Linked DNA regions of Zea mays: region 2 is linked to region 1. A link is a contact called in public Hi-C data. All regions are on one chromosome and are shown on one strand. The core of a region is the stretch at or near the end of the contact, and the rest is flanking DNA. Distances in the headings are between cores, read along the strand shown.

Region 1 (7,310 bases), core at 3,343-5,842:
TAAAAATTAGAGACCAAACACGACAGGCAAGCATCATTACCCTACCATACGGCCTGTCTGCATAAGTAGGCAGTTTTTTTCTTTCTAGCCAGCTAATCACCTAGCGTTTGGCCAAGGCAGCATGTGCGTGTTGGTGCAGAAAACTCGTGATGGAGGTGCCCTAATAATCTAAACATTGCTCACGAGGATAACATTACGACAACCAACACAACCGACGATACTCGGGATAAATGACTGCACCGTTTGGGTCACGCAGTCAACAAGACGATATGCCACATTTCCCCTACCCCACCCACAAATTGTACATGTAAATATCACATCTTTGCACAGAACGCAGCATCTAGGATTAACTATCAATATGCACCTCACTTTTGTAAACTTATCAAACTTGATTGAAATCCGGTTTGCAAAAAAAAAAAAAAAAAAAAAAAAAAAACTGACCCAGGCGATTATAGGCAGCCAGGGTGCATGTGCTCCCGCTTCAGCGTATAGGACTGTAAAAAAAACTGGACCTAGCAAGAACTGAGTGGCATTTTAGTTAGGAATAGACACCCAAATTTGCCTCCATAAGTACTTCAACTTAGGGCTTGTTCGGTTAGCTCTCAATCCATGTAGATAGAGTGAGATTGGGTGGGTTTAAATCCCAAGCAAGTCAAACTTGTTCTTAATTTTTCCCAATCTCATCCAATCCATGTGTAACGGGATTAACCGAACAAGGCCTTAGATGGTGTAGGTGTACAGTTACGCCCTCAACCAGCTACGGTAGGTTTAGTTCCTAGGAACTGCAGGCACAAGCAGATGCATATCGAAGAAGAACTTGTATGCTCAACAAGCATAACATCAGTTGAAGCTTCGTGCTAAGTTTGTACATTAAAAAGTAATAAATTCCACAGAAAATATGATATCCAAAACAGGCTAGGAAACTTCCAACTGCATGGTTTTACCTCTAACAGTGTTATTCAGGATGTTCACTCCGGATTAAAGCTAGCTGTTCGGACTGCTCAAGCTGCAATCCATAGAGGCAAAACACTAGCTGGTACAGATTAAAGTCAAGCGAACATGCTAAGTTGTCACTATATGTTTGACATTACTAAAACTTCAGCCAAGTCAAATGATCTTACAAAATAAAACCTTTATCACCAGAACATAATTCGAGAACTCTTAACATGCTTTAACAGACAAGCGGGGAGTACTAAACTCAAATCTTCACATTGCTTGTCACACTATTAAGGCTGATTGGTCGGAAAAATAGGCTGAGACTAACTAAATAAGATTGGAAGAAATCTATAAGGCAAGTGGCCAAGTGCTATAAGTCACTTTAGCCCAAGTTTCAGATTTCTTTGAATTTCTATAGAAATTAGCCATCCATACTTAATGAGTCACTTGACCCGTAACCCATTGCATATGCTAGTTGTCAATCATATATACATTATACGAGCACCCTTAAAAACAATGACAAGGATCATTTGTGGGTTTTAAACAAAGACAAGCTCATTTCTTATGTCCCTTGAAGTAGAATCATTTGCTGATTAAGGTACATGAACCCAGAAGTGTTCAAGTTCAACTGTTCAAGGTTGCTCAACTTGTCTGCCTATCACACTTAACTGCAGAAGCACTCACCAGGTGGCTGCTAAGTTGTTATCCATCATTAGGCGCAGAATGGTAATTTTGCAACCATCAATGCTAGCTTAGCCACAGTAATCACTCAAACTAAGTTCTAGCATGCTTGATATGTTAACTCGTCAACTTTTTTGGTATATTTTTTCTCAAACGCATATGAATTTTTGGTATATGAAACATAGACAGTAATTTGAGTATTTAGAAACACTGATTCCCAGTATTCATGTCTAGAATTGCTTGTGTATGGAGATGGTAAGATGACAAAGCACAACTACACCAAACTTTGCAGAAAATAATAAAAAGGGGCCTCCTTAGCATATGACTAGTAAGCATGCGTGAAAAGCTTACCAAGTTTTGTGTAGAGCAACTGACCCCAAAAGCCTTAAGTATATTTGTGACTGTGAAAGTGAACTTCCACCAGTAGTCCATGTACTATGGCTCGGATCCTTTGCCAATTTAAAAGTCAACATATTATCTTATTTTTAAGACGTCTAAGCAATCCATGATCGTTTCTACCAGAAACCATCAAATTCAGTACAAAGAAATAGGCAACAATTTATCCTTCATCGTAGCATCAATTCAAGCGTACAACATGCCTATTTGACCATAGCATTCATAGCAACACTACTGAAGCAGCATTCCACATGCTTTACATTGACTTGGCTTCTTATCCCTATTTATTAATGGCTTCTTATCTCTTTTTATTAAATGATAAAACAGGCTCAGCTAACATAGAAGCTAATAGTTACACCTAATAGCAATCCAAATATTAGTCCTGCATCTTCTATATGATTATACCCACAGCTCAGCACATTTACACATTATGGGCTATCTTCTTCTAACGTTTTCAATCTAACTTCTCCAAGTAACATATTTACTGAGAGACACCTGAGGCTCTGGCAGTGTGGCTCTCATACACCATAAGAATCTTTCACAACAGAGTTATCAGTAGAATAGACAGAAGATAATCCTAAGTTCCTAACTGTTTCCATGTAGTACAATTACAACCAAAGGATGAAGTGGATGGATGCAAAACATTTTTAAAATGTTAGGCAATATGGCATTCGTGAACATCATCAGTTAAGTTAAAAAACGAAATAGAAATATTTTATCTACTAATGACCAAAATCTGGGATCCCCCCCCCCCCCACACACACAGCAATTGGTTCTTCTAATGACATGTATCTACAATTCGGTCGATTACAGTTGGCCTTTCAAAAATTCTCAATTGGTTCCCATGAAATGTGTATGTACAATTTATGCAGTAGCTTTTGATCTTCTTCCACTGAAGATTTCTAAACATCAACACATGCCACATGTATGAAGATAGGCAAGTTGAAATAAGACTATGAACAAAAATAGAACCAGGATGTGATCCTTCCGATCCTTAATTAGTGCCTTGGTTCTTTCTATGCCATAGTATTGTAATATGTTACTAATCAGTCATTTCTTGCTGCTTTGTGCCTTTGTCTCTAATTCTTTTATCAGAAAATTCAAATCTCATGGTTAACATGGCTTGTTCTTGTTGTGTCATCTTTCCCACCCATTTCCTGTTAAATTTGTCTAACTCCTGATTGGGTAAGGCCGTAAGGGCAATGTGGGTATGGACAAATTGGATAAGGGTGGAAGCATGGAATCGATGTTCAAATAAGGGTGGATACTATAGTGTGGTACCATAGCTCATGAGCCCAGTTTAGCAAAGAGTTGGTTTAGAAAATAGAATTGGTTTGTTAGAAAAGGAGAGTCCAAATCTATAAGGATTCCTTCTCTAGTTTGTTCGATGGCGAAGTCCTCTAAGGACTATAAATATATCGGCAATGTAACTATTTTAAGGTATGAAAGACAATTATCTTGCTTGGCCCAAGGGCCATCTTTAACGCCTCTTTCTCGTTCGTCTACTCCTTGTGTGTGACTATGGCTCTTGTGCGCCGCTTGGGGTATACGCCCTGCCATCAATCTCCTATCCATATAACTTACACTGCCACAATATGCATTACCATCTATCATTTTAAAACTAATTTATTAGATTGGCTGTGTATGGCCATGGACATCCGACCTGTGCCTGTGGTGTGTGTGTGTGCACCTATAGAAACATGTGTGCCGCCTATCCCAAATGGATGAAAACGAGCTTTCTGATTGGCTGATTAGGCCTGGTCATACTCATACATGTGTCAGACACATAGCAGTGCTCCTGATTTATCTATGCAATATGCCTACTGAGAAATGTGGAAAATACCTGAGGCTCTCAAACAATGTAAGAAACATTTCACGACAGAGCTATCTGCGGAAGTGATAAACAAGTAAAATCCTAAATTGTGCTCATGCGGTAGTACAACGGAAGGATAAGATGATAATACAACAGTCAAACATTTCAAAATATTCAGAATATTCAGGACATTCGCCATCATCACCGGGCAAATTTCAAAACAGAACAGAAAAAACAGCAGCATAGTGTTCAGCTCGTGTTCCATCAATACCAGAAGTCCAGAACATTCAGGACCGCACATTGTGGCCATCTTATTGGAACCAAATCAGAGGCAGCCGAGAGTTCGAGAGGACCTGAGACGCGCGGATCACTCGGCCTGGGTGTCGGCAGCGGCGAGCTCCTGCTGCTGGAGGCGCTCGAGCGCCTTCTGGTGCGCCCACGTCTCGATTGTAAGGTCGGGCTTCGCGTTGAGGCCGACGCCGAGGATGACGACGGTGAGGAAGGAGGTCACGTAGCAGGGCAGCTCCCAATCCTCCCACTTGCGAGATTCCCCCGGAGGCGGCGGCGGCCGGTTGAAGAGGTACCCCTTGGGGCGCTCCTCGTGACCTGGGGTCGTCCACCGCCCGGCCCCCTCGCCGCCGCCGCCGCGAACGCGCGCTGCCCCGCGCAGCCGTGCCCGCAGCATACCATTAACCGCCGACGACATCGCCCGCATCGGTGCGCGTCGAGATCGGAGAGGGGGGAAGAATTCGTCGATTTGGGTGCTTGTCGAGGACTCGAGGTTCGTTGCGCTGTGGAGACTGGCTGCGAGTTGGCCGGAGCCTGGAGGCGCTGAAAATGGGCTGGGCTTGGTTTGGGAGCGCTGGGCTGGGCTTAGCAGAAACTGCAGTTATTTTATGAGCTATTTTATGAGCTAGAATTGGTCTTTACGATTTGCTTGGATCTTGTAAGTAGCTTTCTCCTTCTCAAAAAGGAAAAAACATTTCCCCTTTTCCCATTGAAATGGATTCCTTCTTTCCTTTTCCTTTTGCATTGACTTTTCTTTTCAAAATCATATATTCGGTTTCGTTCATAGTTTTTCTATACACTATACTAATACAAAGAGACAATTCCTTATTTGACACTAGTAAAGTTCTTGGTTCATTTCTTGACCTTTAAAATATAAATCTTCTATATTTAACACTGTATGTAAATTTAGTTCACTACATTATATTAACTTTTATGTGAAAAATATGAGTTTACTCCTATTTAATATTATCCCAATAATTATCAGTGACAAATTTGGTCATTTTTATGGCTCCCACCTATCCACTTTAATCTATCGTGGTCTTTTGTGATCATTGTTGTCTGGTGATAATCCTTAGTATATTGACTTTGTGAAGGGCACATCTGAGTGTCCAATTTTTTATGTCTAATCTTGGTTCTCTTCGTTATTTTCTTGGGATCGAGGTCTCCTCCACGCCTGAAGGCTTCTATCTATCTCAAAAAGTACATTCAGAGGCTTCATGATTATGCTTCTCTTACTAACCACCATACCTTTGAGACTCCCATGGAGCTTAATATTTATCTTAGTGCCACTGATAGTGAGCCTCTTATTGATCCTATCCTATCCGCTATCGTCACATGGTTTGAAGTCTTGTTTATCTTTGGTGTCACTAATATTTATGTTTTTATGTTTCTTGTTCTTGGCATATTCTTAGTCAATTTTGCGGCCTCCACTCTGCTCGACTATAGTCACCTTTGTGAGAAGGTCCAGTTAGTGATACAGATCATTAATTTACATTTTAAACACCTCAATAGCGCAGCCAGATATGACATCATGAATCTCTGGCATATACCTGAATAAAATGGTTAAAAATAACAAACAGGAATGAACCTACAGAACTTCTCCATAATTCTAATTGCAAGTTCGCGTACAGCAATGTCATGAGTTGATGTAATTATAAATCTGAGTCACTAACGTGAGAAGGTCCAGTTAGTGATACAGATCATTAATTTACATTTTAAACACCTCAATAGCGCGGCCAGATATGACATGATGAATCTCTGGCATATACCTGAATGAAATGGTTAAAAGTAACAAATAGGAATGAGCCTACAGAACTTCTCCATAATTCTAATTGCAAGTTCGCATAGCACTTTGAACATATGACCAAGTGTAGAACTCCTTTCCTCACACCACAAAAAGCATGATCCTTAGAACTGGATTATTCAGAACATTTGAATTTAGACAATATTAGACAGTCAAACAAATATCATGTACTCCCCTCCGTCCCGAAATATAGTTTTTTAACCCATTTTTTCTATCCACATTCATTCAAATGATACTAAATATAGACATACATGCAAACTGCATTCATATGTTACTTAATGAATATAAAATTAGTCTAAAACGAATTATATTTTGTAATGGAGGGAGTACATTATTGCAGCAGAATCATTATAAAATCACAAAGCAAACCACATTTGAACAATCAAACATACGAATTCAGATTTATAAAATTATTATAGCAAACCACACCAGTCCCTGCAGAAGCTTAAATGCTGTTGGGATTGCTTATTATTAACACATTTCAATATTTCACAAAAGAATCACCCCTTTATTCTGATAGATACACACGTAATACAACTGTGCCACTTAAATCTACTGAACATCCACTGACTGCCAGTCATGGAAAGACAGATTATCGATGGTTGATGGCCGGAAGAGGATAGGGTTAACATTCCAGCCCTTCAGGCTTCCTCTCGCCCATCTCATCCTCACGTTGTCAATCTCCAGACCGGAGATATGCTCCAGCATCATGCCACCAGTCTTGTGCTTCACCATCTCCTGGCACCCAGGCCTGTAATCATAGAGCCCTCCCGTGTAGTTTGTCCAACGCTTGTAGGTAAGGTCTATGTTCTTGAATTTCAGGTTGCGGAGCAGCCCATGCTTAGATCCAGCCAGAAAAACTCCATTTTCTGATACCGATGAGATGTTGATGAATCTTATGTCTGAAATGGCGCCTTCTTTTGAATCTGGGTGCCTTGGGCAAGTTGTGATATAGATTGGTTCGGCTCTTCCCCACCATAAAGGATGGTAGTACCTGGTCCTCATTTTAATGTTTGAAAACACCACATCATTCACATTCCCTGTAAAAGGTAAACTGTTAGTGTGTCATTCACATTCAACAGATATTTGCTTTACTGACAATCGTAGGTTGCAGGTTAGTACCTCCATCCCGGATCTGCATCCCAAGTCCTCGATGTGAATCAACTATTGTAATGTTGTCAAAAACCAGTCTTTTGAAGTCGAAGAAGCTTGCACTTCCAAACTTGATAGCACAAGATTTAGTCCGCATCCAACAGTTTGTTGCCGTCAAGTTATAAACTGGTCCAGTTGTCGACTTTGGGCTTATAGCATCGTCTCCGGTGTCTATGTGGCAATCAGTTATGACAGTGTTGTTAGAATCCTCAATGTCAATGCCATCATTGTTGGGAGTTT
Region 2 (7,310 bases), core at 3,468-5,967, 560 kb after region 1:
TAGTGTAGATTGAAACTTAGCCATTGCGGTAGAGATAGCACACTTAGACAAAACCGAGTTTGCACATTCTAGTTTTGATTATTTGCATAGGTTTTGCTCTAGGGATTTAATTGTGGCCTAGTTTAGTAAAAGTTTTAGAAGTCCTAATTCACCCCCCCTCTTAGGCGTCACCCGTTTCCTACAGTAGAGCTTTTGTTCAATTATTTGCAATGGTTGATAACCCATCGGGTGCCCAACAGGTGGGGGTGCAAAAATCCACCTCTTAGGCATTATGGGTGCATGTGTGGCTCAATGTGTTGGATGTCAACATGGGTGGTGCGCACTACACCCACCCATTGCAATCCCTACTTGCGTCGATCTTTATTAAATGTTACTATGTTGCTCCAAGTCATAAATCCACACATTCATAAGAGCAACATTCTGCAAGTCGAACTCTCCTTGATTCAAACTAACCCTTACATTGTTCTAACCATTATACTGGGATCAAGTTGTGTTTTAATTTGTAAATTTTAGGTTTCATCTATTGACCCCTATAGGTGACTAAACACCTAGAATTCTCACAAACAATATTATTTAGAAAAGTATACATAGCCCCTCATTTTTAGATGGTATTCTACTTCACCCCTCACATTCAAAACTAGTTGTTTAACCCTCAAATTTACAAAAATGAGCAAATAACCCCATGTACGGTTTTAGTGAGTGGTTTTGCTAATTTGGCTTTGCCACTATGGCTGTAGATGTTGCTAGTGGTGTGTTGGTCGCTAATGTGGCATTGCCACATGACACTAAGTTTTGTCTATTTTAGTTCTATGATCTAGCAGTATCTAAAATTTATATAATTTTACACAAAAGTTGGTAATTAGATATTATTTTTTCTTCTAATTTTTATGGAATTTCAGTAGTACTTTAACTACTAAAAAACTACATGAAAAGAGCGTAATCTTATTGTCATAGATTGGATTCTTATCTTGTGAGGCTAAAACTCTTACTATATAACTAATACTGTTACTAAACTAATGAAATTTTAGTTGATTTTACTATGCAAGTTACGTGACCTTTACTTTAATTACTAACTAAATTAATTTTACATTTGTTTTTTAAAACACTTAACAAACAATAATAAAACAATCTCTGATTTTTTATACAATCCTTCTCTCATCTAAAACAACTTAGATGGTGTTTGATTCTTCCGACTAAAGTTAACATATGTCATATCGAATGTTTGAATGTCAATTATGAGTATTTAATCTAATCCATTATAAATCTAGTTTAGCTATACAACTAATTTTACCTAGCTAATTATTAGCTAATTGACTATTAGCTAATTTTTTTGGAAACCTCAACTGAATGATTGATAAAAGTGATATGTTTTTAATGCAACACTGTAAGGTTTTTCAAAACCAAAACTAAACTAATTGTGCCAAAAAAGACTAGTCACACAAAAAATTTCAAGTTACGCAAACAACATAATTCACTTAAAAAGTTGAAATAATGAAAATACTTGGCGACGCTATAGAAGAAGATATTAGGAGGCATAGGAGAATGGAGGAGGGGAATGACGACTACGCCGAACTTGATCTGACGATAGTGACAGACTGTCCTTATTTGTGTGCCACTAGATCACCATATTTGATGGAACTCTGTGGAATATGGAATGGACAAAACAGAGAGTAAGATATTAGCTCGGTTAAGTCAACTAATGAACTAATAGATAGTTAGTAGATAGTTAGGAATATACCTAATTATTAGTTAGGCCATTAGCTAAACAATTTAGAGATCGCTTGCTAATATTAGCTCCTAATTAGTTGTTTTAGTGTGCTGTCTTGGTTTTAATAATAAATTAAGATAAGTGGGTTTCATCCCTCTCATATAAAGAACTAGTAAATTGGTCGCGCCTTGCGCGACTCGTTCACCGATATGTTTTTACATTTTAAAAGTGTTGCTTTAGATATATATGTGCAATATAATCATGTATAAATCAATAAATTTGTGAAACTGAAACAAAGAAAGAAAGATATATAACTTGTTTGTCAGTTGATGAGTTTGCTATGGCTCTCCTCATTCCTCGGGTTTCCAAGTCAATCACTGATTTTGATGCGGCTATACAATAGTTATTCCTTGTACCCACTAATTTGCCATGCACATACCTTATCAGCAATTACTTTCATATAAGAGATGACAGATTATTCAAACCTTCAGATGGTATGTGCACCAGTCGTGCTCATACACTCACACTCACACTCGTACTACATCTAACTTATTAAGGGTGTGTTGTCTCCCAAATTAGTTCACATGGATCGCGACCGTATGTGTCCAGGCCTCCACACGCATCAGTACCTCGAACACCAGGTCCTCCCCCAGATTTGCTCGTACCCTCCGGGCTTAGAACTTGGCGGCAGCTGCTCGTCCATTCCTGCGTCTTGCGGCAACTGCTCCTCTAGCAGCGTCAGTGGAGCCTGCAAGGACGAAGACGAAACACATTAGTCAGTAGGCACTAATCTTCGTAAACAAATCTAAAAATGCATATGTTCAATTCATATGTAGACATGAAGAACAATGTGTTTTAATTGAGTTCTTATCCATAAGTTCTAAGCAGCATCATTTGAAATTGATTTTCTAGTATTTTAAAAAGCATATGACCTCAACCAAATTGAATATCAAGAACCTTAGAACACACCTATCAACAGATTGGAAAACTTCAGCAATTTTATGTTCAGTTACATGCAAATCGAGAATTTTTCATATTTAGCACCAATAGATCAAGGAAAAAATATACTCCCTCCGTTTTTTAGTTGACGTTTTTAGTGTAAAATTGCATTAGCCAACGTCAAATGAAAAAAACAGAGGTAGTATAATATAACCAAACACGATAGCTCGAATATATGATGCTCAATGTTGGAGACAGACTATTTGTCACACACTATCCTCGTTGTCAGCTCGACGAGGGTGGCCACCCATCAACCTTCTCGCCTTTATGAAACCATTCCTTCTCTGCAATCACAAACCAAATGCAGCTGATCAAGATATCACTCCAATTGTACTACCCAACTCATAACACTGGTTAACAATATTCTGGGAGAACATAAAGCAGAAAGAAACCATAACGAACATCTAATAATAGAAAATTCATTTCATAAGTACGTGAATCAGATGGTAAGAATCTTCTAAACATCCCTGTATCATAGTGTATTAATATAAATCGACTTGGCTGATGGATCAAATTTTATATTGTGGCTAATCTAGACCTAAAACCCTCCCCAAAGATTATCTCCCCAAGCGATGGCAACAAAAAATCCTAAGCCATCAACATCAGAAAAAGTCCAAAGCCGACCGATCCATCGACCCAGAAATAGCCACTGCAAACCCCTAGGCCCTAGCCGGAGATAATGCGCACTGAATCAAACTCAGCAATTCAACGGTAATCCAGCGATTCGGCTGACCATCGGCAGGTCCGTCGTTTGCTAGAGTCCCTCCCCTGGACCGACGAGGGAGTTTTACGCTCTGGTGAAGCTTAGTGTGAAGCCCCAACGCCTATGTTCATAGGGTCGGATGTCGCCTCCGCCTGCGAGGCGTTGGTCATGTCGGACAGGGGCTGTAGAGTTGGAGCAGCAGCGGGGCCGCGGGCGGGGGGACAATGGAAGGGGGCGCTGTTGCAAGGCTGGAGCAGCGACATCGTGGCAAGCGGTGGTGAAGGGGAGGGTTGGACAACCGACGACGTTCGTGGCTGGAGGAGCGGTGGAGCCGATGGCTTCGCTTTGGCACGAGCGAGGCTTGGTGCAGGGGCGCCGTCATGAAGCTACAGCAGCGGCATTGTGGGGAGCAGTGGCGGCGGAGAGAACAATGCCGACGCTCCCCTTCTCGATCTCTCTTCTTTTTTTTATCACGTAGCGTGAAGCTTCCAGTAAAAGAGAGGTTGGACAGGAGCCTACGCACACACGAAGAGACGTAGCCGCTGAACAGCGATCGGACAGTGCAAATTTTTTCGCCGATGTAGACGAACGCTGTCGCACGTTTGCGTCGCGCTCTATATAGTAGTAATATGAGGCTAAAATATCCTTTTCATTATTTTTATATTTTATTTTATGCTTGCCTTTGCGTGTTGCAAAGCACTTCTATTTAAATTTTAATTATCTTTTTCACTATACAAGTCAATAATCTATAAAGTAAAATATTTTGGTAAGTTAGTGGTTCCAATGGAACATCTTTCTACTGAAATAAGATTTGTCCCTAAGGTAGAAGGACTTTAATTCAACCTATATAATTTTTGTGAACTAGAGTATTTTCATTTAAACTGGGATTATTTTTTAATTAGGAATGAGTGATTTCTATATATAGAAGTAAAAAATTCTTCTGTGTAAAAGCTAAGCCTAAGGGCTAGTTTGGCAACATCATTTTTCAAAGGATTATCATTTTCAAAGGAAAAATAAACTAATTTCACTTAGAAAAGTAAAATTGCATTTAAAAATAGGGTTGTTTGTAACTTTATTTTCTCAAGTGATTTCTGTTTTTTTAAAGAAAAATAAACTAATTTTCTTTGAAAATATGAAAATCTTTTAGAAAATAGGATTTCCAAATTAGCATGAAACATTTTCCCCCATAAGCTGAGGCATTTTTTTTCGTGAAAGAAAACGGGTTCCCGAGTCCCGACGGCCGACGCGCCTTACGCCTAATCCAGCGGCTACGAAATAAAACACATCCTCCTTCCTTTACTTCTCCCGTTCGTCCCCCGTGCTCTTTCTCCCTCTCGTGGCGCTGGGCGACCGCCTACGCAGGCCAGGCGCCGTCGCCCTAAGCTACGCCAGGTTCCCGGGTCTTGGTCGGTCCCTTCACCGGCGAAGAGCACCCACCAGGTATGCGCGCCTTATCTTTCCCTCCTGCTGTGCGAGACCGAGTGACAGAACCCTAATTTAAGCTATTTGGCTATTTGTATCCGGACCTGATCTAACTACAAGTTACTAACTACGATTTTTGCCGCAAAACATATTGGTTGTACATATGTATACCCATGTCCTTTAATCGAGCTCAGACGCGCCGGTGCCTGGATCCGGAGGAAGTGCTGCGGGTTTCGGCGGTTCGTCTCTCTCGTTGTTTCCGGCGGGGTTATGAAGGCGGTGGGATACAACCTCTACGATAGCAGCGGTAAGTTTGCCCGAATTGACCAGTTTTAATCCTGATGTTTTTTTTCTTGGTTAGGGATCCCCGTTCTATTGGGTCAATTTGTGTTTCATCCTCACTGTATGATCTTGAGATTGATGTTGCTACTAAGCAATGTAAATGTGCAGCAGAAGATTTAAATTGCGGTGTTATACAGATAGCCCAATGAATAAATTGTTGAAACTTTCTTTCCCCAAAACTTTGGATTTTTACTCCTGACGCCCAGGATTAAGTCCTGGGTCATTAGATATTAGATATAAGGGTCCTGATCGCAAGATGATGGAAACAAATAATATTACAACTGTATACTCAAAGTTTGAGAGTAAGCATTATATGTCTCCATTTTTTTTGCTAAGGAATAAATAACCATTTTTTCCTTACCACACGGAAGCTCTAGGATGGGGTTTCTTTATTTTGACACCTAAAAGAAATTACAAAAAACATTCTTTAAAAAAAATGCAGCTTGTATTAAATATAATTCAGGGGCTTGTTTATAGGTATTTCAGATTTCAGAGATGTAATACGGAGTATTGGCTATGGAAATCTCTATACCAGTGCTGTAGTAGTTTTACTTGATGAGTTACGTGTCAGGAAAGATTTTCTACTTTACAGTTTACACTTAGGGTCCGTTTGGATCCTTTCATTTTGAAGGAATTGGAATCTACTTAATAGAGTAGGTTATTTGGTTTGGAATTTATCATTCCACCACTTTCCAAAGTTTAGATATAAGCCTATCTTAAATTCATAGGATGAGGAGTGGAAATTGATCTTATCATCTTTTATATCACTAGTCTATGTTTCTACTCTACAACTTATAACATGTTCTTCGGCTCGCTCCTCTATAGTAGAAATGTAGCACATAAATATCTTTTTATATGGTCAATGGAAGTATACAAATTGCGATTATTGTGCAAAATCATATTAGCTTAATTGATCTATGGCTAAATTGCGATTATTAGAATGGAATTCAATTTCAAGGATCCAAATGGGGCCTTACGGTATCCTGGCTTTGGATTCATTATAATTTATACCACGTCACTCACCTTCTCTGGCTAGTGACTAGTTCTGCGCTTCTGGCCCACTAGGCACCAAATTGTAAATTCGGGTTACAAGTATAGTTGGTGTCGCAGTCATAGGACTACATAGTCCAGATGTATACCTTATGACTTGCTGTCATGTTGTGCATTTCATATACTACACTATTGATTCCTCTCTCTTTGCTGTAGGGACTGATGACGATCTCCCTCCAGCACAAAATAGAGGATTGAGAGGACGGGTTTTCAGTGGGAATGGCCGAGCATCTGCTGGGGCATTTCCTTACATGAGGGCAAATAATGATTTGGAGAGTGAAATACATCGAGTTGAGCAAGATGCATATACTGGTGTTCTTAGGGCATTTAAAGTGCAATCTGATGCAATATCCTGGGTATACAACTGAATCGGAACTTGCGCTGTCAGTTTCAGTAGTCATATCTTGGCCTACTGTTTGTGCTGAGAATAAGATAGATGTGTTTATGTACAGGAAAAAGAGAGCTTGATTACTGAACTCAGGAAAGAACTGAGGGTTTCTGATGAGGAGCATAGGGAGCTATTAAATAAAGTCAATGAAGATGGGAGCATCCGTCAAATGAGGTATTTCCATAAAGCATTTATGTATGTGTGTGTGTTTTTACTTCATCATCTATATATCATCCTTTGTTAATTGCTTTCACCTAAAATATCTGCAGGGAGTTAAGACAGGCAGGTGGAATCCCAAGTGGTCTGCATCGTGGCAACAGGGTTTTATATGATGCAGAACCTGGGCCCACTACCAAGAGGCAAAGGGCATCTCATTCGATTCCTTCGCAATCTGCAGGCCTCCAGTCCCCTATGATGCCCTCCCACTCAGTTTCATCTGCAAAATGGGGTCCTTTGTCAGCAAGAGGCAAGAAGGCGAAGATGGTATGTTCAGAATTTTATGCATAATATTTTTTGCATCCTGTGATATATTTATATAACAGCCTGAGAACAATTTTGTAATGACTTCTGGAGTTGTACAGCCCATTCCTTTGGTGCTACCATCTGTGGATCCAAGTTCGTTAATAAACCATAAAGTTTATACAAGGTGGCCAGAAGACAACAACTTCTATGAGGCCACCATAACAAAATATAATGCT

What was found. Hi-C and Micro-C count contacts between places; a contact is called where the count stands out from the background.
Region 2: a contact with region 1 is called in a Hi-C map of endosperm, with 4 times the contacts expected there. The contact joins the promoter of LOC100276211 here to the promoter of LOC100276139 in region 1. A contact is called at or near these places in 3 of 25 Hi-C or Micro-C datasets (ear, endosperm and tassel).

Annotation. Positions count from the first base shown.
Region 1 is chr7:138,174,300-138,181,609 of Zm-B73-REFERENCE-NAM-5.0, forward strand. LOC100276139 reads right to left here and starts at 4,593. Exons shown (of 1, transcript NM_001149999.1): 1 at 3,972-4,593. The coding sequence starts at 4,541. The coding sequence ends at 4,194. It overlaps LOC100282589 (polygalacturonase), which reads right to left. Exons shown (of 3, transcript NM_001155497.2): 2 at 7,041-7,310; 3 at 6,247-6,958. The coding sequence ends at 6,471.
Region 2 is chr7:138,734,841-138,742,150 of Zm-B73-REFERENCE-NAM-5.0, forward strand. It overlaps LOC100276211, which reads left to right and starts at 4,718. Exons shown (of 9, transcript NM_001150053.1): 1 at 4,718-4,850; 2 at 5,027-5,139; 3 at 6,381-6,580; 4 at 6,677-6,786; 5 at 6,882-7,095. The coding sequence starts at 5,103.